Linked DNA regions of Mus musculus: region 2 is linked to region 1. A link is a contact called in public promoter capture Hi-C data. All regions are on one chromosome and are shown on one strand. The core of a region is the stretch at or near the end of the contact, and the rest is flanking DNA. Distances in the headings are between cores, read along the strand shown.

Region 1 (4,899 bases), core at 1,326-3,825:
TATGTGATATCACACTGGAATGCTCTGTGTTCTGATCCATTGACAGACAAACAACATCCCCCCTTTGTCAAGTTGATCCTGAACATAATATAAGTCCATTTGTAGAAAGGGTGTATTTAGTATATTCGTTGCATTGTAAAAGTCATAGGCTGTTCTGTGATCATTCTCTTGTTCTTGTTTTTGTTTTGTTTTGTTTCTTTTTGTGGTGCATGTCTTTTTTTCCCTACCACTGGGAATGACGAGACTGTTATATCTTCATGCTTCTGGACAATCTCTTTAATGCCTCCAATATCCGTTGACTTTCAGGAGTACATTGTCCCAATAAAATACCATTGAATTCAAATTAAAGTACACAATGTTTTTCCAAGTCGACCCCTTGACATTCTGAAGTTCTGAGTCATTTACATTGAAGACAATCATCTTGGGGTTCTCTGGAATCATTTGTAGGAGGGCAGTGCCTTCCTGAGAAGTCTCAGCTAATACAGTTCCTTACATTACACCTTTTACTGCTTGGTGCTTTGTTCCTTGTTTCCCCCAGGTAGATATGCACATGCCCAATCAAAAATATTCACTGTAATCACAAAGGACCAGCCTCAGGCTCAGCCTAGGATCTTGAACCTAGGCTCTAGGTCTTGCAGAGTCCCGTGCATAACCTCAGTGTAAGGATATCTAGTTCTACAGCTTTAGGCCAATGTAGCATTCCAAGTCCCCATCCTAAAAAGAATGATCACAGTGTCACTTCAATGTAGCCTACTCTGTGCATACCACTGAAAATATTGAGAAGAGTGTGTGGGGATAGATAAATTTTCATTTGTCCCAAGGTTAGCTTCTCCCATCAAAGAAGCCACCAGAGAACAGGCTGGCCAGGAGAGGGAACAGTCCATCCAGCACAGCATGGTCCAGCCCTCTTGTATTATACTAGCTCCCATTTGCCTTTTTTTTTCTGGTCTTGTGTGTTACTCCTTAAGCAGAGAAAACTTATCAGAAGCAGGAATTCACACCTTCCATCTTGCTCTCTGTGATGTTTGGGGCAAGATGATGACTTGGGTGCAAAATTGTTGATCAGCTGTGATTGGTAGCCAGTTGTGGTCCTGGAGACATTTACCCACCTGTAGTTCAGGGTGGTCTTCCATTCCAGTAGTTATTCCTTGTTCCCCAACTTCATGCCTTCTTCCTAACGCTCATTTTGTGGGGTTTTTTTTCTTATTTTTCAGAGTCTAAGATTATTTCCTGTCACTCTGACTCCAAAGTGTCTGTCTCTCTCTCTCTCTGTCTGTCTCTCTTTCTTTTTTCCAGGAACCACTTTCCATTTGTTTACTCTGCCCCCCCCCCCGTATAAGCTATAAGGCACACACACACACACACACACACACACACACACACACACACACACACCACCTTGTAATTTATCCATTAGAAATAGGAAACCCTTAATGTAAAAAAAAATCAATAAATAGTCCAAGATATTATGATGAATCCCTAGAGGCACTCCAAAGGCACTGTGTGCCAGGAAAGGTGTCCGTGGACTGCCATCTCAGCAATGGTGATGCGGTATCAGGATGCTTGCCTTGAGCTCTGATCATCCTGGACTATAGAACTAAATCAAGTCAAGTACACTCTTGTCGCTAAGGAAGTCACTCATGTGCAAGACTCCCCAGGCTAGAGCATTTCATTATGTTCATTATCCTGTCAAAAAAAAAAATGTTTTCCCAGTAGTAAGTTTTTTGTTCGTTTTATTTGTTTGTTTGTTTTGTTTGAGATAGTGTAGCCCTGGCTGTCCCAGAACTCACTACTCACAGATCCACCTACCTCTGCCTCCCAAATGCTGGATTTTTTGTTTTGTTTTGTTTTGTTTTGTTTTTCGAGACAGGGTTTCTCTGTATAACTCTGGCTGTCCTGGAACTCACTTTGTAGACCAGGCTGGCCTTGAACTCAGAAATCTGCCTGCCTCTGCCTCCTGAGGGCTGGGATTAAAATCTTGTGCCACCACGCCCAGCCCAAATGCTGGAATTTAAGACATATCCCACACCGTCTGGCCCATATTAGGTTCTTAAGAAGTGATTTTATAGTCACTGAAGTTGCTGGCTGCAGTAGCTTGGTGGATATTTTAGATTCTATTTGGTTTTCCAGAGTTATATTTGGTTGGGCAAGCTTTTAATCCCAGCACTGGGGCAAAGCAAAGGTAAGCAATCTCTGTTAGTTCGAGACTAGACTGATGTATATGTATACAGGTCCAGAACAGCCATGGCTATGTAGTGTAAATATGAGGAGGACATAACCTTTTTAAAAAATTAAAAATGCAAAAAATAAAAATAAACCTTGTTTCAACACCTGTACTCTAGTACTACCCTGGGAATTTGATAATAATTCCGTAGTACTGTAGAGTCACTCGCAGGAAAATGTAATCTTCCTTACAAGCCCCAAAAGGCTTACAGGTTAGCCTTAGTTTCGCCCCGTTATTGCGGTTGTGGGGACCCTTTTTGTCGTTGTTGTTGTAGTGCGCATGCGCGCCGCGCTTCCGCGTTTGTGTGGGCTGGGTTATTACGTCATTGGGCCGCGCGGCGCGGCTGGGGCTGTGGTTGCCGGAAGTTGAGCGGCGGTAAGTAAGCCGTGGTTGCGGAGCAGCTGCCGGGGCTGGCGGGGTTCACTTAGGAAAGCTGAAGCCAGTTTTGGGCTGGTCTGGAATATTCTTCACCTGTCTATACTCGGTCCCCTCGTACTCCGGCAGAGAGTGTTGCGATCTCCGGGTCGGGAGGCGCCTCTGGTTGCTCATTCTGTGAAGTGCTGCCTTTGGCGTGTGTGGACCGGCCACGGAGTAAGCTTGTGTCCCCGGACTGTGAAGGGACTTGATCTTGTTACTTATGAGGAGGACATAATTAAATCTTTTCTACTAGAGGTTCTGCATCCCCTTAAAGGACCCAGAGATTACAAATTAGTACTTTATAGGAAATCAGCCTGGTGAGGCAAATGCACTTGTCAGAAAGTTTCTGAGCCAGGCATGGTCGCGGAGAGAGGTGACCCCAGCCGCAGGGAACCTGAGCCAAGAGAACTGCTATTTAGAACCAGCCTAGGCAATCGGACACAAACCCTTTTGCAAACTGGAAAACGGGTGTGGGATGTAGTTAAGTCCCAGAGCGGTTCTTCAGCGTTCCAGGGTCCTGGGTTCAATTACCAGCACATGCCAAATTGAATTTGAGATGAGACCGAATCAACCTGCGTCTGCAATTTTATTTAATTCTTTAAAATTATTTGTAACTTTGAGTGCGTGTATGCGTGTGTGGTCTCATGCCTCCAGAGACAAGACATGGCGGACCCCAGCAGAAGTGGAGCTCCAGGCAAGCTGTGCCTGATATGGGTGCTGGAAACCCTACCCAGGTCTTTGTAAGCACTGAGTCGAGTCAGCTTTCCAGTATAAATTAATTTATTTTTTTAAGACTGAATGCCATGCACCCCATGCTGTCTTTGAACACTCAGTGAAGCAGAGGCCGGCCTTTGAGTTTTTATATTTCTACTTCCACCTCCTTGAGTCCTGGGATTACAGGTGTGTACCACTACGCCTGTTTTTCTGATGTGTTCCTGCATGCTGGGCATCATAATATCATGGACTATTTATTGATTTTTTTTTTTTTTTTACATCCAGGGTTTCCTATTTCTAATGGATAAATTACAAGACGGTGTGTGTGTGTGTGTGTGTGTGTGTGTGTGTGTGTGTGTGTGTGCCTTATAGCTTATACAGGGGGGAAACAGGGGTAAACAAATGGAAAGTGGTTCCTGGGGAAAAAAAAAGAGACTTTGGAGTCATATTGACAGCAAATACTCTATCATCACCTCAGAGCTTCACTCCCATATCAGGCATCCTATTTATAAATCCTGGTCACAAATGTGCTTTCCCTTTCAAACGTGCTAATTTGGTGGCTTTTTATGTTGGTTTGACTTTGTCTTTCTTTTTTTAAAACCCATGTAACTGGTAAACAGACCTGTCTGCCTTGTAGACTTGAGGGCTCTGCCTCGGGCTTTTCCTTTCCCATAGACTGTTTATTTGTTTATTTTTTATTTTATTTTATTTTATTTATTTTTTTTTTTTGGCCTTGGTTTGTGAAAGCTCATGACTTCCTGTTGCTTCCAGCTTGCCTCCACCCAGTTCTTACTCAAAAAAGTCATGTGAGGAGTTAAGGACTGTGGCTTGCAGTCACAGCCCATTGCCCAATTAGAGTCATACTTGCTTTTAGTTGCCCCATGTGTATCTTTGAAAACTGCTAGACTGCCTTCCTCTCTCCTCTGTAGCTAAATGCACTTAGTTCTTTATAGTCAGTTCTACTGTGATACAAGACTTTTATATTATTAAATCCTAACATACAAAGCAGTGTCTGGTATATATGTTTAACAAATATGCATAGATATACCAAGTAAATGGCATACTTGAATACCAAATAAAAGACACATGCGAATGCCTATTATGTACCAGGCTTTATTTGTAAGTTAAGTGTCAGTGAATTGTACACTTTAAATGAGGTGGTAGTGATTATCTTTTTTTTTTTTTTTTTTTTTGTTTTTGTTTTTCAAGACAGGGTTTTCTGTGTAGCCCTGGCTGTCCTAGAACTCACTCTGTAGACCAGGTTGGCCTCGAATTCAGAAATCCGCCTGCCTCTGCCTCCGGAGTGCTGGGATTAAAGGCGTGCACCACCACACCCGGCTGGTAGTGATTATCTTAATCTCAGCACTTGAGAGGCTGAGGCAGAGAAAGCAGAGAAAGAAGGATTAAGAGTTCCACATGCTAGGTGTGGTGGTGCACACCTTTAATCCCAGCACTCTGGTGGATCTCCGAGTTCAAGGCCAGCCTCATCTACAGAATAAATTACAGGGGTAGCCAGTGCTATTCAGAGAGACCTTGTCTTTAAA
Region 2 (5,024 bases), core at 1,936-4,435, 960 kb after region 1:
CCTTCCATGGCCTCTCACAGTGTCAAGCATCAGCTGCTCTTCATGACCCCTTCATGCCTTCAAAACCAGTACCCCCTGGGTGACTCTTACACATTACCAAGTCCAGCTGCAGCATGAGGTACAACCTTGGCTATCTCTGGAACACAGCTTCTTTGTGCTCTCAGAAGACACTTCCCAGAAGATTTCACCTCAGTGATGCTGGCCTCTTCTAAATCACCACTAATTTCTTAGCTCCAGATAACCAGCATCAATTTTCCCAGTAGTCCCTTTAATTCTGGACTCTAAAGCCAGAGCCATGTGGCCAAAGCTGCCAAGTTCTGCTGCTTGCTGGGGCTGGAACATGGCCCCATGTTCTATTACATTATCACTAACTAGCTTTCTGTTTTCTAACTCCTTCACTACCTAACCTTGGCTATCCTGGAACTTGCTCTGTAGACTGACTTTGAACTCAGAGATCTGCATGCTTGTCTCCTAAACACTGGGATTAAAGGTGTGGGCCACCAAACCTGGATTTAAGTTTTTCTTCACCTGCCGGGCGGTGGTGGCACACGCCTTTAATCCCAGCACTTGGGAGGCAGAGGCAAGTGGATTTCCAAGTTCAAGGCCAGCCTGGTCTACAGAGTGAGTTCCAGGACAGCCAGGGCTACACAGAGAAACCCTGTCTCGAAAAACTCCCCCTAAAAAGAAAAAAAAAAGGTTTTTCTCTACCTAGAACTTGCTCTGTTCTAGGCTGGCCTTGAACTCAGAGATCTGCTTGTCTTTGCCTCCTGGGATTAAAGGCTTCTGCTACTGGATCTAAATTTAGCTGGGTGGGATCTTGCCACAAAGTCACCACCCCCTAAATTCAATTTAATATCCTTCAGCTCCATTTCACTTCCTGGTGCCCCTTTAATACTCAAACCATATATTTTTATATTTTTCCATTATCAGCTGGCTGCACTTGTTTAAAATGCTCTTCATGAGGCTTAACCAGAAAACAAAGTCTATGATGGGCTTTTCTGAGGCTTCCTTTGTCAATGCAATCAATCTGTGTCTCTTCACTTTAGCCTCAGGCAGACTCTTCAGACAAGAGCATATTCTTCACCAAAAATACCACAAAAACAGTCTCTAGCCCACAAACTGAAATTCTCCCCTGAAACCTCTTGGGCCAGGTCAGCACAATTCAAATCACTCTCAGTAACAAAGTCTTCCGTATTCCTGCTAGGATAACCCACTAATCCCTTTTTAAAGCATTCCACTGCTTTCCAAATCCAAAGTCCCCAAATCTATATTCTTCCAAACAAAAGCATGGTCAGGCCTAGCACAGGGTTTTACTGCTGTGAATAGACACCATGACCAATACAAGTTTTATAAAGGACAACATTTAATTGGGGCTGGCTTACAGGTTCAGAAGTTCAGTCCATTATCATCAAGGCAGGAACATGGCAGCATCCAGGCAGGCATGGTGCAGGTAGAGCTGAGAGTTCTACATCTTTGTCTTTTTTTTTTTTTTTTTTTTTGAGACAGGGTTTCTCTGTATAGCCCTGGCTGTCCTGGAACTCACTTTGTAGACCAGGCTAGCCTCGAACTCAGAAATCCACCTGCCTCTGCCTCCTGAGTGCTGGGATTAAAGGCGTGAGCCACCACGCCCGGCTCTGCATCTTTGTCTTAAGGCTGCTAGTGGGAGACTCACTTCCAGGCAGCTAGGATGAGGATCTTAATGCCCACACTCACACTAACACACCTACTCTAACAGGGCCACACCTTCAAATAGTGCCATTCTCTGGGCAAGCACATACAAACCATCACAGGCATGCACTACCACAATTGGCCGTGGGCACAGTCTTCTGCAGATCTTTTGTAGGTAGCCACAGCTACTGAGTGTTCCTAAGTCTAAAGCTATGTCATGTCGGGAGACAGCATTCCATGGCACTCTCCCAACCCTCCAGCTTTTACATTCTTTCTCCCCCTTCCATGATATTCTCAGAGCCTTGCTAGCAAGGTCAGGGTATTGGCACACATGTTCTATTTAGAGCTGAGCATTCAGAAGTCCTTACCTGTTTTTACAGTGTACCACCTCTATAAAATGAAAAGAATACCCATAATGTTTCCAGAGTACTATGCTGTTCATTTTTTCTTCTTCTTCTTTTTTAAATTTATTTATTATATGTAAGTACACTGTTGCTGTTTTCAGACACACCAGAAGAGGGCACCAGATCTCATGATCTCATTTCGGCTGGTTGTGAGCCACCATGTGGTTGCTGGGATTTGAACTCAGGATCTTCAGAAGAGCAGTCAGTGCTCTTAACCGTTGAGCCATCTCTCCAGCCCCCTGCTGTTCATTTCTATACAATGCCAACTCAACACAATAAACCAGGAGACACTTTTTCAAAGCTGATAACACAACTGTAGTTTGCAAAAATCCAAATTATATATATGTACATACTGCTTCAGTGTCTGCCTCCAGATTCCTGCCTTGAGTTATGTACGTATGTATGTATGTATGCATGTATGTATGTATGTATGTATGTACACAAAAAGATCAGTACGGGGAGAGGATATTTGGTGTGGATATAATCAAATACATTGTACACATGTATGAAATTATCCAAAAATAAATAAATAAATAAAAATTCTTACTAGAGGATGGCTCAGTGGTTAGGAGCACTGGCTGTTTAGTTGGGGACCAGGGTTCAGTTCCCAGCACCGACATGGTAACTCACAATCGTCTGCAACTCCAGTTTCAGGTGATCTAACTCCCTCTTCTGGCTTGCACCAGCACTGCATTCCACTTGGTGTACAGCCACACATGCAGGCAAAAACACTCATATCATAAAATAAAGATAAATAGTAAAATTACTTTTATCATCATTAACATCATCAATCATCATCATCATCATCTTAAAAGACTGCCTTGAGAGATGGGGGCCGAACCCTAGAAGTAAGGGCCTCGCAGATGATTGGTAAATTCAGTATACTAGACATGCTCAGACCCTTAGCCTCAGAAAGTTGGGATCCGGACTACTAAGGAGTAGGGACCTTCCGGCTCCAGGCCCTGGCGGAACCCATTGTGATGGTGGTTAGGTTTCCGGGCGGCACCTTAGAAGTAGCGCACGAACGAGGGTGGCGCGCGCAGGAGTGACGCGACTCCGCGGGGGGCGGGGCGGGGCGGGGAAGGGCGGGGCGGGGCCGGGCTGGGCCACGGCGCTGGCGGCTCTGAGGTTTCAGTGCGACTCCAGCCCGTGGCCCCGCCGCCATGAGCACCAAGCAGGTCACCTGCAGGTGAGTGCGCGGCCCCTCTGGGCCTTGGGCGCTGCGGGGCAGCCAGGGAGGGAGGCGAGGGGCCGAGGCGGGCGGTGGCGGGGGGCGGACAGCGCGGATAACGCGCAGGAAGGCCGCATAGAGGCTAGAGCGGCAAGAGCTGCTGCAACCGCGACTTGCAGAGAGTGAGCGAGGGCGATTGCGGGGAAACACGGGCAGGTCGCATTTCTTATCCAGCATCACCACTGAGCCTCCGAAGAGTCCCATTTCGAGATGCAGGAAACCGAGGCCACCAGAGGTAAAGCGACACCCATTTAGGAACAGAAAGGCGGCTTGTTAGACGAAGTGGAAAGCAGAAAACTATTCCGTGACTACTATTTTGAAACAAAAATAGTTGGGTTGAGTAGCAACGTACTAACTTGGTGACGAGCTTGTGGCTGTCATTGGGGTCTAGTCCTGTGAGTTTGCATGCTCAGGAGGTGCAGCTTGGGAAGTAAGGCTTGTGAGAATCCCGACTGTGGAAACCCAAATTTCAAAAGGCTCCAAAATCCAATACTCTTAAGATACCTAAATAGAAGGCGGGCGGTGGTGGCGCACGCCTTTAATCCCAGCACTGGGAGGCAGAGGCAGGTGGATCTCAGTTAGTTGAAGCCAGCCTGGTCTATAGAGGGAGTCCAGGACAGCAAAGGCTACACAGAGAACTTTTTCAGGGTATGTGTATAAGCATATGTGAAATGATGAATTCTGTGTTTAGACTCTTGTACTATCCCCAAGACCTTATGTACATGAAAATACTGTAAAGTACAAAAAAAATTAAAGACTCTCCTGAGCCCAAGCTTTTTGGATTAAAGGAGCCTCGGCTTATACAGACTTTAGTTGGTTTCAGTAAATTAAGAAATTGAGATGTAGTTTGGATATGTGGTAAGCATTTAATGACCTTGTTATTTCTCATTAGTGCAGACTCCTAGAACTAATACCTTTATGAAGAGTTCTGTTCGACTTAAGATATTAAGGGTTGAACCATGTACCAAGGTCCCAGGTGGTTTATGTTAAGTAGTAATCAGAAAACTGCAGTTTGTGTATGTCTGTGTGTGTCTGTGTGTATGCATATGCTAGTTTTGTGTTAACTTGACAAAGTTGACATGAGACATCATCATTTGGGAAGAGGGAACCTCTTGGTTGATAACTGATGTGGGAGGACCCAGCTCACTGTGGGTGGTGCCACCTCTGGGCTAGTGGTCCTGGGTGCAGTAAGAAAGGCTGAGCAAGCCAAGAGGGTCAAGCCAGTCAACAGCACTCTCCTTGCTTCTGCATTAGCTCCTGCCTGGAGTCCTGCACTGGCCTCCCATAGTGATGGAGTAAGACACTTAAGTAGAAGATACCTACAAGTCTAAGCTCTCCTCCCAAAGTCGCTTTAGGTCCTGGTGATTTATCACAGCAATGGGAACTTTTCGGCAGTCCTGTAACAGTGCTTGCAGGTCATCGCTACTAGAACGTCTCTGTTGAGGATGAGTGAATGGGTACTTACTCCCTTCCGTCTGCAGGAGGACGTGTTCCTACCACAGTGGCCTTTAAAGCAGACTCAAGCTACTTAGAAAATAACCTCTAAAACTCTGCTTGTTTACAGTTTTGTTGTTTGAGACAGAGTCTCTCTGTGTATATCCTGAAACTCTCTATATGTATCAGGCTGGCCTTGAACTCAGATCTGCCTACCTCTCCTTCCCATGCAAGAATTAATTGCCACCACACCTAGATGGTTTTGTTTTTTTGTTTTGTTTTTTGTT

Evidence for each region. Promoter capture Hi-C pulls out the DNA fragments that hold promoters and counts their contacts.
Region 2: a promoter capture Hi-C map of pre-B cells shows a contact between it and region 1, with 7 times the contacts expected there. The contact joins the promoter of Mkrn2 here to the promoter of Atg7 in region 1. A contact is called at or near these places in 1 of 39 promoter capture datasets (pre-B cells) and 1 of 115 datasets of contacts at active chromatin or transcription factors (astrocytes).

The regions. Positions count from the first base shown.
Region 1 is chr6:114,640,552-114,645,450 of GRCm38.p6, forward strand. It overlaps Atg7 (autophagy related 7), which reads left to right and starts at 2,576. Exons shown (of 19, transcript NM_028835.5): 1 at 2,576-2,599.
Region 2 is chr6:115,598,753-115,603,776 of GRCm38.p6, forward strand. It overlaps Mkrn2 (makorin, ring finger protein, 2), which reads left to right and starts at 3,186. Exons shown (of 8, transcript NM_023290.3): 1 at 3,186-3,261. The coding sequence starts at 3,236.